3 separate regions of the Mus musculus genome follow, and all the other regions are linked to region 2. A link is a contact called in public HiChIP or PLAC-seq data. All regions are on one chromosome and are shown on one strand. The core of a region is the stretch at or near the end of the contact, and the rest is flanking DNA. Distances in the headings are between cores, read along the strand shown.

Region 1 (4,364 bases), core at 1,095-3,594, 100 kb after region 2:
CTGTTGAGTTCCTGTGGGTGCTTAGCTAGTCTGAATGCTATGTCAGACTTGTCCTTGACCTTCTTTCCCCAGTAATTATGTCTATACTTCCATGTTTCTTTTCTCTCCCCTAAATGAAACAATGAAAGGATGAGAGACAATGATGTCGTAGAAGAAGAGCATCGCAGGCCAGAGGACGCTCCTTCAGACCTCAGTGCCCCTCACTCCAGCGCCAGGCTGGAGAGCCTCGAAGGCTGTGCTGCCAAGACACCTGGGCACTCTGCAGGTGACGTGCCTGCTCCAGTGGACAGCTCCTTACTCTGTACTTTGTCCTCAGAGTCTCCTCAGGAAGCAGCTAGCAATGATGAGAATGGTAGAAAGCCTGACACCAACAGCAAGTCTGCGTCCCGGCCAGACGCTGGCACCAGCTCCCCAGAGGCCACTCCCTTAGACCAGGACATGTTCAACTCCTTCCATTTCTGGAGGACTCCTCTACCTAAAATAGATCTTGATAAAGAGCTCCAGCAGGACCCCGAGGAGAGACTCAGCCCAGAGAGAACAGGAGATGTACCTGCAGCCCCTCTACCAGGCCCTCCCAATATCACCATGGCTACCCGGAAGGAACTAGAAGAAATGATAGAAAACCTTGAGCCACACATGGATGACCCGGATGTGAAAGGTATGGAAGAGTCCATTGTACTATTTATTTAAAGGTGATTTTAAACATGCCCTTTAAGACAACATTGCTGGTCTGATTTGTGTGTCTAAGATGGCTCCTCTCTGCTGTTTGTTGTTGAATAGATGTGTTCACTCAGAAATCACCTTTTGCAGTTATTCAGTGTTTAACATTTGTAATTTTTAAGTTCTGAGTTCTGCTATATTCACTTTGCTCTGGGTCTTATTTTTAAAGAAGTGCTGTAGTCTATATGGTGGACATAGATTTCTGGGTTTTCACATGTAGGGTGTTTTAAGAGCTTTAGAGTTTTTTGTTTGTTTATGGTTTAAGAGCTTTATTGTAGAAAGGCAGGGGGAAAGAGAGAAGGTAGAAAGAGAGAGAAACCGGACGTGGTCACGTGAGAGAGGGGGGAAGGGAAAGAGAGAGAAAGAGAGTAAGAAAGGTGAGGGCTAAAGAGTGAGCTTTAGACTTTTACAAGAATAATTTCTTTTTCAAATTTGTATTTTAGAGGTGGGGGACATCACATACATGGCCCATGTCCTCCACTGTGGGCAACTGAACTGGTTGTTGAGTCCTAAAGAAAGCAGTCTTCTTACCAAGTGGACGATGCATTAAGTCCTTAGTGGGAAGTGGGGTGTTGCGAGGCTCTCCTTATTCTGCCTGCGGAGCTTAGGAACAGGGTTAGGAGCAGACGCAGTCAGATGGTGCTCAATGTTCTTAGGACTAGGCATGATGATGCACACCTCTAATCCCAGCACTCAGACCGACCTCTGGGAATTCTAGGCCAGCCTAGCCTATATAGAAAGTTCCAGGCCAGACAGGTCTACATGAGAATTTGTCTCTAAGAAAAAAACAAAACAAAAAACTTTTAAATCCTATAGCTGCAAACTTTTGCAAATCTTCAGATGTAATACCACATTCTGGATGGTTTTTACCCTTTTTGTTCCCAAAACTAAAATTTCTAAACTATCAGTTTGCTCAATTTTGAGAAATACCCATTTTTAAGCAAAAATAAAGTAAAATCTTAAGTAATTCTTTTACAACAGAAACCTTTCTTTTGGTTTCTTTGTTTGTGGGGAAGATAAGATCTCATTCTGTAGCCCAGGCTGGCCCCAGGTCTTCCTGCCCCATTGTCCTGAGAGCTAGGATTATTACAGTGTGACACGACATAAAACCAGCTAAAACCTTGTTTAAACTTTGAAAACTGTGGTCTGTGTGTTCAGTTAGCTGCCTTCTGCACTTGTTTTCATTTACTATGACTTTTAAGATTTCCTGTTGTAATTTTATACCTGAAAAGCATTAAATTTTATTACATCCTTGGTCCCTAATATTATTTTAATTTAACTGAATTTGATTTAAACTATCTCTCTGCACAGATGGGTATAATCTTGAATCCACAGGGGACAGAGAACGTGCTGTATTGTATTGTCTCTCTGAGTCTGGCTTATTCTGCACAGCATGCTTTCTAGTTGTGACCTTAATTTTGAAGATTCACTGGGGTATAGTTCCTACGAGTGGAAGCCACTGCCCTTCTGAATGAAGTTTGTGAGATGTGAGAAGTAACCCAGTGGCTAGTGACACAGCGGAGGTGGAGAACAGTTTCCTAGCCCGAGCATGGCCCCACCCTCTCTGAATCTTAGGACAGACAGCTCAGTGACACAGCAGCTCTGAGTCGATGGCGCAGCTCCTCAGCAGAGCCCTGCACTGCCTTCTCCCTTCTTCTCGCCCATCCTCAGCCCCCGATGAGAGGAAGCGAGCCATGCCCACAGCAGCTACCGTCAAGTGTTTGATGTGTTATTTCCTTTAGCTTCTTGTTTCAATCTCAATAATCAACCTCAGTTTTAGTAACTTCATCTAGCTTTAGTGACTCTCATTTTATTTTCCTTAAACTTAATTTATATGCAAAAGGCCAGCCAGTCTTTAGATCTATTCCAGGACTCTTGTACCTGTTAGTTCTCTAACACATTGTGGGCACTCAGTGAATATTAATAGAAATATTGAATGCACATTTTTTCAATAAGTAAAATGATAAACTTTTTAAGTTTCATAATGTGTGTTTTTGGAGATGGCTAGTATATTTGACTTAAAATTATACTGTAGTTAAATTTCATTATTAATATTACATGGTAACTTAACTATTTACATGCTTACATATGAATTATGCTTATAATTCAGTTATGACACCTAGAACAATTTAAATTTGTCATGTAGTGCTTTTAGATTTTATTAAAATCTGAGGACATTTTTGTTTAATCTCTGCTAAGTAACTAGTCTCCATTGTGTTACAAAATGAGTTGAACTTTTAGAAGGGCTCAATGGGGCTCTTTTTTCTTTTCTAGCGGTGCGTTATAGAGCAGGACTTGCCTTTAGTTCTCCAGAAAGCATTGGACTGTTTTAAAAGGTGCACTCTTGATCCAGGGCTAAAAGCAAAGGTCCGACCCAGGAGACCAGTGCTGTGCTGTCCTGTAAACATGGTGTCTTGACAGTAAGCCTGGGAGGAGAGGGAACGTGGCGACAGCCCTAAGGGAGCAGCTCTACACAGACCAGGTCACAGCCGATTGTCTGTAAGGCAGTACCGCGGACTTAGTTTCAGACCGCCTGTGATCATTGACGACGGTCTTTTTTTCTCCTGTGATTTTTAATAGTGAATTAACTGCTTTCACTAGACTACAATAGGGAAGGAAGGGGAATCCTTTTGCTAGCTGTGAGCACAGTAGGCTCTCAGGACAAGTTCAGCAGAAGATCCTACACAGTGAGACACAGAGATGGGAGAGATCCCCTTTGTAAGAGTGATGTGGTGGATCTGCAGAGCTGCAGTCACAGCCGGCCTGCAGCACATGGCCAGCGGCTCACGACACATGACACATGACAGGCTGGACATGCATGGATGGAAAGCAAGTCCATGGGAGACAGGGGACCTGCCTGTCAGACACGCGTGCACTCTGGGACAGTTTGTACAGTCAGCTTGGAGCACACTTCTGCTTTTGCTTTAGAAACTTGAAAGACCCCAAAGAGAGTTAAAATGATTGTCATGGTAACTACAAATTATAGCTGAAATTCTGAGAACAATGCAAATCACCAGAATGTCCCACGAGTAAACACTACTGTTTGCTTTATTTAGGTAATGATGACCCACTGAAGTAGAAGTTCCTTGAGCACAAGTCTTGAATGCGCATGGTCAGATACTTAATGCATTTAGAGAAGCCCGCCCCTACCCTCCGCCACAGCCGCCTCAAAAAGAGAACAGTCCCAGGAATGAGAGTGGGCTAGTGAACTGGGAACAGCTGTACTCAGGGGCACTCCACTGTCTCAGACTCACCACCCTTTCTAAGTCATTTGCATAGCACCTGCTTTTGATAGTTTCATACACACACACACACACACACACACGCACACACACTACTGTCTACTACCCCTTTAATCTCCCTCTGTACCCTGTCTTGCCACCTCATCTCCCAGTGGCCATACTATAAAGATGATACCCCACCTCCTTCAGCAACCAATAACAGCTGCTCAGGGGAGGTGTGGCCTCATGAGCACCCCTCTGTGTATGATGGGATGTTGGAGGGCCCCTGCTGATAGTTCACAATCACAGCAGCCATGTCCTCTCCATGCAGTTTCATGGACCCGTCCATCTCCTTTGCTTTTAACAAGCCTGCTTTGGTGCTGGGAGAATTAGCGTAGATTCAGTGTAAGGCTGAGAGGCTGC
Region 2 (4,020 bases), core at 592-3,091:
CCAAAACGGAGCCGGCAGCAAGTCAATCCATGCCTGAGACTCACAAATCAGCATAAGGCACACGGAGGAAGAAAGAAACAATGTAAGCCTAGGCAGAAATAGCTGGAGCCCCCTCTGGGCAGGTGGGTGGGGAACCCACAGGCAGAGATACCCAATTAAATTGCATTGTGTGCTCAAGCTAAAAACCCCAGAGCTTTTGGCCAACGATGGACTGACCCTTTGAAACTATGAGACAAAATAAACCACTCCTGCTTTGTCCCAGGGAGGTTTCCATAGAAACAAAAAGCTGAGTGACCCAGATACTTAAGAGTTGTGTATGGTTCTCCTATGTGACTTTATTTATTTATCTATTTATTATGAGAGTATCCCTAGCGCAAGCTAGCCTCAAGCTTCCTATGGATTAGGATAATCTCGAACTGATCATACCTCCACATCTCAAGTGCCAGGACTGCAGTGATGTACCACCAAGCCTGGCTTACATATCACTAGGGATCAAACCCAGAGAGAGAGCTTCATGCACTTCACCCACTCTACTACCAACTGAGTTACATTCCCAACCCCTAAAGGTGTGATTAAAAACAAAAACAAAAAAACAAAAACAAAGTTTTAGGCTGACAAGATGGCTCAGTAGTTAAGAATGCTTGCTGCTCTTGCAGAAGACCCAGGTTCAGTTCCAAGCACCACAACGCAACAGCCCACAAACATCTGTGATCCCAGTTCCACTGGACATCTGGGACTTAATATCCTCTTCTGGTCTCTACAGGCAATTGCGTAAACATGATGCACGGAAAATACATTTGGACAAAATATCCATACAATTTTTTTTTGAAAGATTCTAATCAAGTGGCTGAGAAACTGGCTTAGAAAACGGGTACATGAAGAATGATGGATGAACTGAGTTCAATCCCCAGGACACTCTTGATAGAAGAGAACTCCCCCAAGTTGCCCTCTGACAGATGATCATCTTGCTTCTCTAGCTCACCAAAAAAGCTGGCGTTTCACTTGAGCCATCTGCAGAAGGCAAGGACTGGAGTTAATAATCGTAAAACAGCTTAGCGCTTTCACCATGAAGGGTATTTCAAGGGCTGGCCTTCAGGCCGGCTCTGCTCAGCTGATCTGTGGAATGGACTTAGGGTGGAGCTCTCCGCCACGCCCCCATGCATGCGCCCCAGGTGAGCATGTCAATTGAGAGGATGTAACATCTGTCATGGCTGGTGCATGGCAGGGGCGGAGCCACCACAACACCCTGAGAGCCCGGCAGAGAGTCCAAAGAATAAAGAAGTACAAGGAAGTACATAGTTCTCCAGCCAAGAGAACTAAGGGCAGCTCTCTCCAAGCAGCACTTTTGGGGTAAAGAATAGGGATGATCCTGGGTGTGACCTAAAAACATGTGAGGGAGGAGAGCCAGGTGGAGCATCTGCTTCAGAGCCCTGCGTGCTGGGGTTGGACGTGGGTGGGCACCTCTGAGTGTTCAGACCCTCCCTACTGTGTCTGGGAACCCTGCAGGCCAGGAAAGGTAGCCTACCACCTCCCTCTAATGGAGTTTGCAAACCAGGGAGGTAGCTGATAACCGATACCGGTGGGGTCCAGCCTACGGTCAGTACAGAGAAAGCAGGGTTTCGGAGATGCTTATGGCTAGAGCGAGCGAAGAATGAAGAAACAGATGGAAGATGCCTGAGAAAGGACTCTTAAACCACGGACCATGATGTAAAGTAGAAGAACGGGGCGTGGGTCCAGCCAGGGTGAGGCTGCCACTCGGCCCGCCCAGCAACTTCTAGGACACAGTTGCTTCCTGGAGGAACCCTTGCAGCACAGGGCGTTTCCGGTGCCTTCCTGGGCAGGGCAGAGCAGGGCAGAGCGGGGCAGAGCAGCTGTGTAGTTTCCATTCCCCTGAGGGTGGCATGGTTGAAGGAAGGGCTTAAAGCAGCTGAGGAGGGACAAATGAGCTGTCACTGGTGGGGGTGGTGAGGACCCGGGCCAGAAAAGTGCAGGCCAAAGGCAGTGGTGGCAGTGAATGGAGTCTTTAATTTTTTTTTAATTAATTAATTTTCTCTCCTTCTTCTCCTCCTCCTCCTCCTCCTCCTCCTCCTCCCCTCCTCCTCCTCCTCCTCCTCCTCCTCCTCCCCTCCTCCTCCCCTCTCTTCTCCTCCCCTTCCTCCCCTCCTCCCTCACATGTTTTTAGGTAACACCTGGGCTCGTCCAACTCCGTACCCTAAAACTATGAGCCAATTAGAAAATGCTCGTAGTTTGCTGGCCTTTAATTCCAGCACGGGGGAGGGGAGGCACGGGGAAGGGGCAGGGGGCACAGATACAAGCAGATCTCTGTGAGTTCAAGGTGAGATGCCAAATCTCTCAAGTTCAGACTTCATTTAGAGAACCTGACCTAAATTTGAACAAGTTGCTACTCCACAACAACAACAAAAAAATTAGCCTAGCTCTAGTCTCTAGGCTAATCCCCAACAAAACCAGCGTTTCCAGGCTATACCCTCAACAAGACCAGTGTCTCCAGGTTATTCCCCCAACAGACCTGCACCCCAGGTCACAAGCCCACACCTTGCCTAAAGACCACCAATGCAGAGGGGAGCAAAAGTTAAGGGTTTTTTTGGTTTGGTTTTTTTTTTGGTTTTGGTTTTTTGGTGTTTTGGAGACAAGGTTTCTCTCTGTAGCCCTGGCTGTCCTGGAACTCACTCTGTAGACCAGGCTGGCCTTGAACTCAGAAATTCACCTGCCTCTGCCTCCCAAGTGCTGGGATTAAAGACATGCGCCACCATGCCCGACCCCACAAGTTAAGTTTATGATATGACTCACAGCACCAGCCAATTATGTTAAAGGCCACGGTAGCTCTCCAATTAGATGCTTGCCTTGCCCTAATAGACGTTTCAGGCTTCCCCACCACCAAAACTGTCTTGCGTGACCTTGGGGTGGGGGTGGGGGGGCGAGCTAGCTCAAACAGAATAAAGACCCTGCTGTGAGTTGCCTCAGCTTGGCTCCTGTGTTCGCTGGCACAACAAAGGTTTGGTATACAATGCAATTCCTGGACAGCCAGGGCTGTTACAATGAGAAACCCTGCTTCAAAACGAGGACACAGAAACAAAACCATCAAACAAAAAGTAAAAAAAAAAAAAAAAAAAGAAAGAAAAAGAAAAAAAGAAAAAAAAGAAAGAAAGAAAAAGAAAGAAACAAGGAAAAGAAAAAGAAAAAATAAACAGAAAGAGAAAAAGAAAAGAAATGTCCACAGTTCTTCTGGCCTGAGACGCCTTCCTTGAACTCTCTGGCTGGGCTCTCAGGGTGGTGTCTCCACCCCTGCCACACACCAGTGATGAACAATGCTACTTCCTGTCCACTGTTACTCTCACCTGGGGAGGACACACTGAGGGAGGGGGGGACCTCTGCTCTACCTCATTCCCCCTAAATCAGCCCACCCTGCCTGAAGGCCAACCCCTGAAATACTCTTCCCAGTGAAAGTTACAATTATTGACTCCACTCTCTGCCTTTCTACAGATGACCCAGGAAAAAGACAGCATTTCTGGCGAGCTAAAGTAGCAAAGCTGGCTCAAATGTAGCTGGATGCCTGTCAAATCTACACTTGTCTTACATTCGCAGCTTGACCCAGTATGTACCTCTTATACATTTCATAGAAAATATATAACAAAATATATTAATTTTAAATTGGCCAGAAAATAGGATATTTGATCAAGAATGCGGCTAAGAAATCTGACTGGTGACAGGTCAGGCCTATGGGCTTCCAGAACTCAGCTTTGAGAAGCTGTAGTTCTGCCGATGACCACAAGGGGAAGAGCTGCTCACCTGCTGGCTGGAGAGCCTAGTGGGCCTTCCTTCCCCACCCCCACCCCCCACCCCTGCAGGCCAGGACCTGACTGGGATGGATCCACGCTAACTGGATCAAGACCGGAATTCATGGAGACAAGATCAGTGAGTCAGGATGATGACTCCCACGCAGTGAGTCCCACGCATGGCAGCAGAAGTAGAAACCAACTGGTTTTTGGTTTGGTTTGGTTT
Region 3 (4,395 bases), core at 629-3,128, 78 kb after region 2:
ACTGGTTTCACCCCACACATTTTTGCTTCGCATTTCAGACCTAATACCTTTGTCTACTTATCCAGTTCCCGATAGCTTTGTTCCTCCACGAAGATCCCATCCTTTTATTACGTCTCCTACGAAATGTGTGCACGCTGCCATCAGTATTTGCATGCTTGAGAAAACCTTAGTTGACAGGTTTCTGGCTGTTGAGTTGATCTTTTCTTTCTCTTTAAAAATAGAGTTATGTGTATGAGTGTGTAGTGTGCGTGTATGTATGTGTACCACATGCATGCAGTGTTGGCAGACTAGAGAGGGTGTCAGATTCTCTGTACCTGCAGTTAGTTGTTGACCTGAGTGCTTTGGGAGAGCAGCGAGGGCTCTCAAACATGGGGCCGTGTTTTTTAGCCCTCCACCTCCATCTTTGTCAGGATTTTAAGGTTGTTGCTTTCCTGTCTTCTTATTCTGTTTTTATGTAAAATGAGTCCTCTCTAGTCTAAAAGACTCTGACTATTGTAAGCTGTCCCATTATATTTTAGATAAGTATATTTTCTTTATGGTTTTTGCTAATGGGATTCATTGAGCCTATGGATTAGTAGTTTTCATTAAATTTGGATTTTTCTAGGGTTTACTATATATTCAAATATAATTTTTTTTAAAGATCTGATTATTTTTATGTATATGAGTACAATGTCGCTGCCTATTACAGATGGTTGTGAGCCACCATATGGTTGCTGGGAATTGAACTCAGGACCTCTGGAAGAGCAGCCTGAACTCTTAACCACTGAGCTGTCATCTCTCCAGCCCTGTTCAAATATTCTTATATTCCCCCTTTTTCCTTTGGAGATATCACACATGTTTATATTAGAATGTCTGGGGCTGGAGAGATGGCTCAGCAGTTAAGAGCACGGACTGCTCTTCTAGAAGTCCTGAGTTCAATTCCCAGCAACAACATGGTGGCTCACAACCATCCGTAATGGGACCCAGTTCTGGTCTGTCTGAAGACAGTTACAGTGTACTCATATAAATTAATAAATAAACAAGTAAATCTAAAAAAAAAAATGTCTGACATTTTCCTTTGGTTGAATGATACTCTAGTCTGCTATGTTTATTTTTTGTTTCATTTTTAATGCTATTTTTTGAAGATCCCCATTAATTTCTTTTGTATTTCATTGATCTGACCTAGTGTGGTTTTCTTCTCGTTGTTTTTTTCCCTTCACCTGAAAGTCAGGGATTTTTGAATATTTATATTCCTTTCCTCCCTGTCCCCTACCCAAGTGTTGTGCCTGTAGGTGTGCACTGCTGTGCTTAGGTGTGTATTGCATGTCCAGCCCAAGCTGCACTTCACACATGCGGCACACTTGGATCGTTTCTGTGTCCCTGTCTACTGATTCTGTCTTTGTTGTGAGTCTGTAATCAGTACTACGGGAATCTTGCTTTAGAGTCTAAGTAGTTACCTGAATAGTCTGACCCTGTGTGCTTACCTGGGAAGCCCTGGAGAATTCTCTCGTTAGGTGGCCTGAGTAGTAGACTTGCAATATCCAGTGTGACAGAGACTTAGTAGGAGTCCTCTCTTGATCAGACTGTTTAGTTTCCCTCTACCCTTCAGCTCTCAGCATGGTGTAGTCGGTCCCCTCCCACAGCTGCTGCAGATCTGCCTGGAGTGTGGACAGATGTGCGGCTGTAGTGAGTGTTTTAACACAGACTTGTCTCAGCCTTAACTCTTCACATAAGTATTTTTCATGGTTTGTTTTCTTAACATAAGCCTAGTAGTTGACATAGGAGTATTTAATATTTGTCTAGTGAATATAAATACTAATTATAGTTTGTAGTTCTTCTCTAGTAAATAAAGCCAAACACTTCCGCTTTGGTGTCTTTATTATAGAATTGACTAACTCAGTGTTCCCCTTCCTGTGTTTTCTTCACCAGCTGTTAGTGTTCTCTGTGAGCATGGAAATTTGAGGTTCTTTGTTGGTTGGTTGGTTTTGTTTTGTTTTGAGACAGGATCTCGCCATGTAAGCCCAGTCTGTCTTAGAACTCATTATGTAGATCAGATCAGGCTGGTCTCAAACTCAGAGTTCTGCCTGCCTCTGCCTCCCAAGTGCTGGAGCCATTATGTGAGCTAAATATTTAAAAAAGTTTTGATGTTTTTGTTTTGGGTTTTGTTTTGTTGTTTGTTTGTTTGTTTGTTTGTTTTTGAGACAGTAGGGTTTCTCTGTGTAGCCCTGGCTGTCCCACACTTAATCTGTAGACCTGGTTGGTTTCAAATTCATAGAGATGCAGAGATCCACCTGCCTCTGCCCCCTGCAAGCTGTGTGCCACTGCAGCAGGGCTGAAGTCTAGTCACTGAATGCCTTTGCGCTAGTCTCTGGAGCCACTGACTGTGTGCTCCTAGAGGCCAGTAAGACTGGGTGGAGAAAGGAGGCCTGTCCCTGAGGTGGTGCTGGGGTGATTTTATGGTATTTGTACTGCTGTAGAAGCAGGCACTGCTTCGGCAGGCAGGGCCCTTGGAGTTTCAGCGCACTATAAGGATATTTCTGATGTCTCTGCTAGTTGATGTGGATGACTACAGCTCAGAGTCTGATGTGATTATTATACCTTCAGCCCTGGACTTCGTCTCACAAGATGAAATGTTGACACCCTTGGGGAGGCTGGACAAGTATGCTGCAAGTGAGAACGTATTTAACAGGTACGTGGGTCCTCCTCAGTAGGGGCACAGTCGCCCACCCCAGAGGAGGTGGCAGGTGCAGTCAGGCCCCAGCTTCAGCCTGATTGATCTGTATTGCATTTGTCCTCCACGACCCTGGTGGGTTGCTGGGTTAATTGATTACTATCCCGTGGGTTATTGGGGACTGTATCATTCTTCTGCCAGCTGGTGTGATGCGCTTCCTGCCAGTCATTCCTCTGGAATCTCAAGTCTCTGTTGAATTTCTTTGACTGTAGATAACAGAGCTCATCATAGGAGATACGACTTTTAACGTAACGAATGTGCTTTACCACTCCTGTGATGAGACGATAATTGAAGTGAAAATTGAGTCACTAAAATTTCCTAATTATTTGGATAAAGCTTAAAAAAAATTGGTAATAACCTTATCAGTAAAATCATTACCAAATTTTGCTTTTTAGAAATTACAGATTTAGTATGTGACTTGCAGTAAGAAAAACTGTCTTTATGAGACATAAGGATTCTGTATTTTGAATTCTAAATAACAGGTACTAGTGGCACTGAACACTATCTGACTTTCTCCTGTAGACAAATGGTGGCCCGGAGTTTGCTGGATACTCTGAGGGAAGTCTGCGATGATGAGAGAGACTGCATTGCTGTCTTGGAAAGAATTAGCCGATTAGCTGATGACTCCGGTATGTGTCTACAGAGAGACAGCACATTGTTTCTAGAAAGGCTTTTGCCACTGAACCTGTCTTTCTAAGCTACTGGAGAGACGAGATAGAAGATTTCCCAAGACCTTGGCAAGTGACCCCACCTCTAACCCCAACACTCTGGAAGAGCTTGTGTTCCAAAGCTATTCCGTACTACACAGAGAGATCCTTTCTCCCCCCCCCCCCAAATTCTTTTTTGAAAGGAAATTATTAACTTACTAGTTCTATGTGAAAAAAAAATCCAGTTTACATATGTCCATTTACTTAATTTTGGAAATTTCTCATCAGTATAAATGTAAGAAATTAGGTTACTTCTGTGATTTATGTTAACATAACCATTTTTAAATTATTTAGAGTAAATTGGAAGAAGTGGAAAGGGCTTTAAATGTTTGTGGGAAAATAATACTTCCTGTCTGATTTACATGAAAAACATGGATTGATCGCTCTTGGTTTTGCTTTGGTCTCTCTGTGTAGCCCTAGCTGTTCTGGAACTCTCTGTATAGACCAAGTTGGCCTTGAACTCACAAAGATCCTCCTGCCTCTACTTCCTGAGTACTGGGATTAAAGCGGCATGCTGGTATGCCTGTAAAATAAAAATTAGTTTATTGTTCAAAGACAGGAGCGTTTTTTTTTAAAGAAAGAGGTAAATTTAAGCCTGGTGTGGTGGCTCATGTTGGCAGTATTAACTCTTAAAAGACCAAAGTGAGAGGATTACTTTAGTTTGAAACCAGTTTGGTTTTTAGCATAGTAAATTCCTGCTAGTCTATCAAGAGGTAGGGAGTGAACTTAATTTGAAAATTAGACAATAATAATGTGATAATGTTTTTTTTTTTTTTTTTTAAAGATTTATTTATTTATTATATGTAAGTACACTGTAGCTGTCTCCAGACACTCCAGAAGAGGGCATCAGATCTTGTTACAGATGGTTGTGAGCCACCATGTGGTTGCTGGGATTTGAACTCCAGACCTTCGGAAGAGCAGTCGGGTGCTCTTACCCACTGAGCCATCTCACCAGCCCATGATAATGTTTTTTTAAGA

Evidence for each region. HiChIP or PLAC-seq counts read pairs in DNA pulled down with a chosen protein or histone mark.
Region 1: an H3K27ac HiChIP or PLAC-seq map of microglia shows a contact between it and region 2, with 3 times the contacts expected there. The contact joins two enhancer-like sites. A contact is called at or near these places in 4 of 484 Hi-C or Micro-C datasets (the CH12 cell line, cardiomyocytes, nephron progenitors and 1 more), 7 of 115 datasets of contacts at active chromatin or transcription factors (the HPC-7 cell line, double positive thymocytes, embryonic fibroblasts and 3 more) and 3 of 9 other capture datasets (adipose tissue, liver and pancreatic islet).
Region 3: an H3K4me3 HiChIP or PLAC-seq map of microglia shows a contact between it and region 2, with 4 times the contacts expected there. The contact joins two enhancer-like sites. A contact is called at or near these places in 5 of 484 Hi-C or Micro-C datasets (MC3T3-E1-derived osteoblasts, bone marrow-derived macrophages, cardiomyocytes and 2 more), 8 of 115 datasets of contacts at active chromatin or transcription factors (the HPC-7 cell line, bone marrow-derived macrophages, double positive thymocytes and 3 more) and 3 of 9 other capture datasets (adipose tissue, liver and pancreatic islet).

The regions. Positions count from the first base shown.
Region 1 is chr17:65,824,132-65,828,495 of GRCm38.p6, forward strand. It overlaps Ppp4r1 (protein phosphatase 4, regulatory subunit 1), which reads left to right. Exons shown (of 20, transcript NM_001114131.1): 11 at 129-658. Among named protein-coding and RNA genes, the nearest start is that of Ppp4r1, 43 kb to the left of the region's middle. Within about 2 kb of position 2,345, at least 42 of the 459 cell types and tissues checked have an H3K27ac peak or open chromatin away from gene starts, as enhancers often do. A contact at or near this core is called in the CH12 cell line, the HPC-7 cell line, memory CD8 T cells and 1 more, where this site is marked.
Region 2 is chr17:65,722,625-65,726,644 of GRCm38.p6, forward strand. All of the region lies in intron 1 of Rab31 (RAB31, member RAS oncogene family), which reads right to left. Among named protein-coding and RNA genes, the nearest start is that of Rab31, 48 kb to the right of the region's middle. Within about 2 kb of position 1,842, at least 152 of the 459 cell types and tissues checked have an H3K27ac peak or open chromatin away from gene starts, as enhancers often do. A contact at or near this core is called in the CH12 cell line, the HPC-7 cell line, memory CD8 T cells and 1 more, where this site is marked.
Region 3 is chr17:65,800,628-65,805,022 of GRCm38.p6, forward strand. Ppp4r1 (protein phosphatase 4, regulatory subunit 1) reads left to right here. Exons shown (of 20, transcript NM_001114131.1): 3 at 2,584-2,668; 4 at 3,233-3,339. Among named protein-coding and RNA genes, the nearest start is that of Ppp4r1, 19 kb to the left of the region's middle. Within about 2 kb of position 1,879, at least 18 of the 459 cell types and tissues checked have an H3K27ac peak or open chromatin away from gene starts, as enhancers often do. A contact at or near this core is called in microglia, where this site is marked.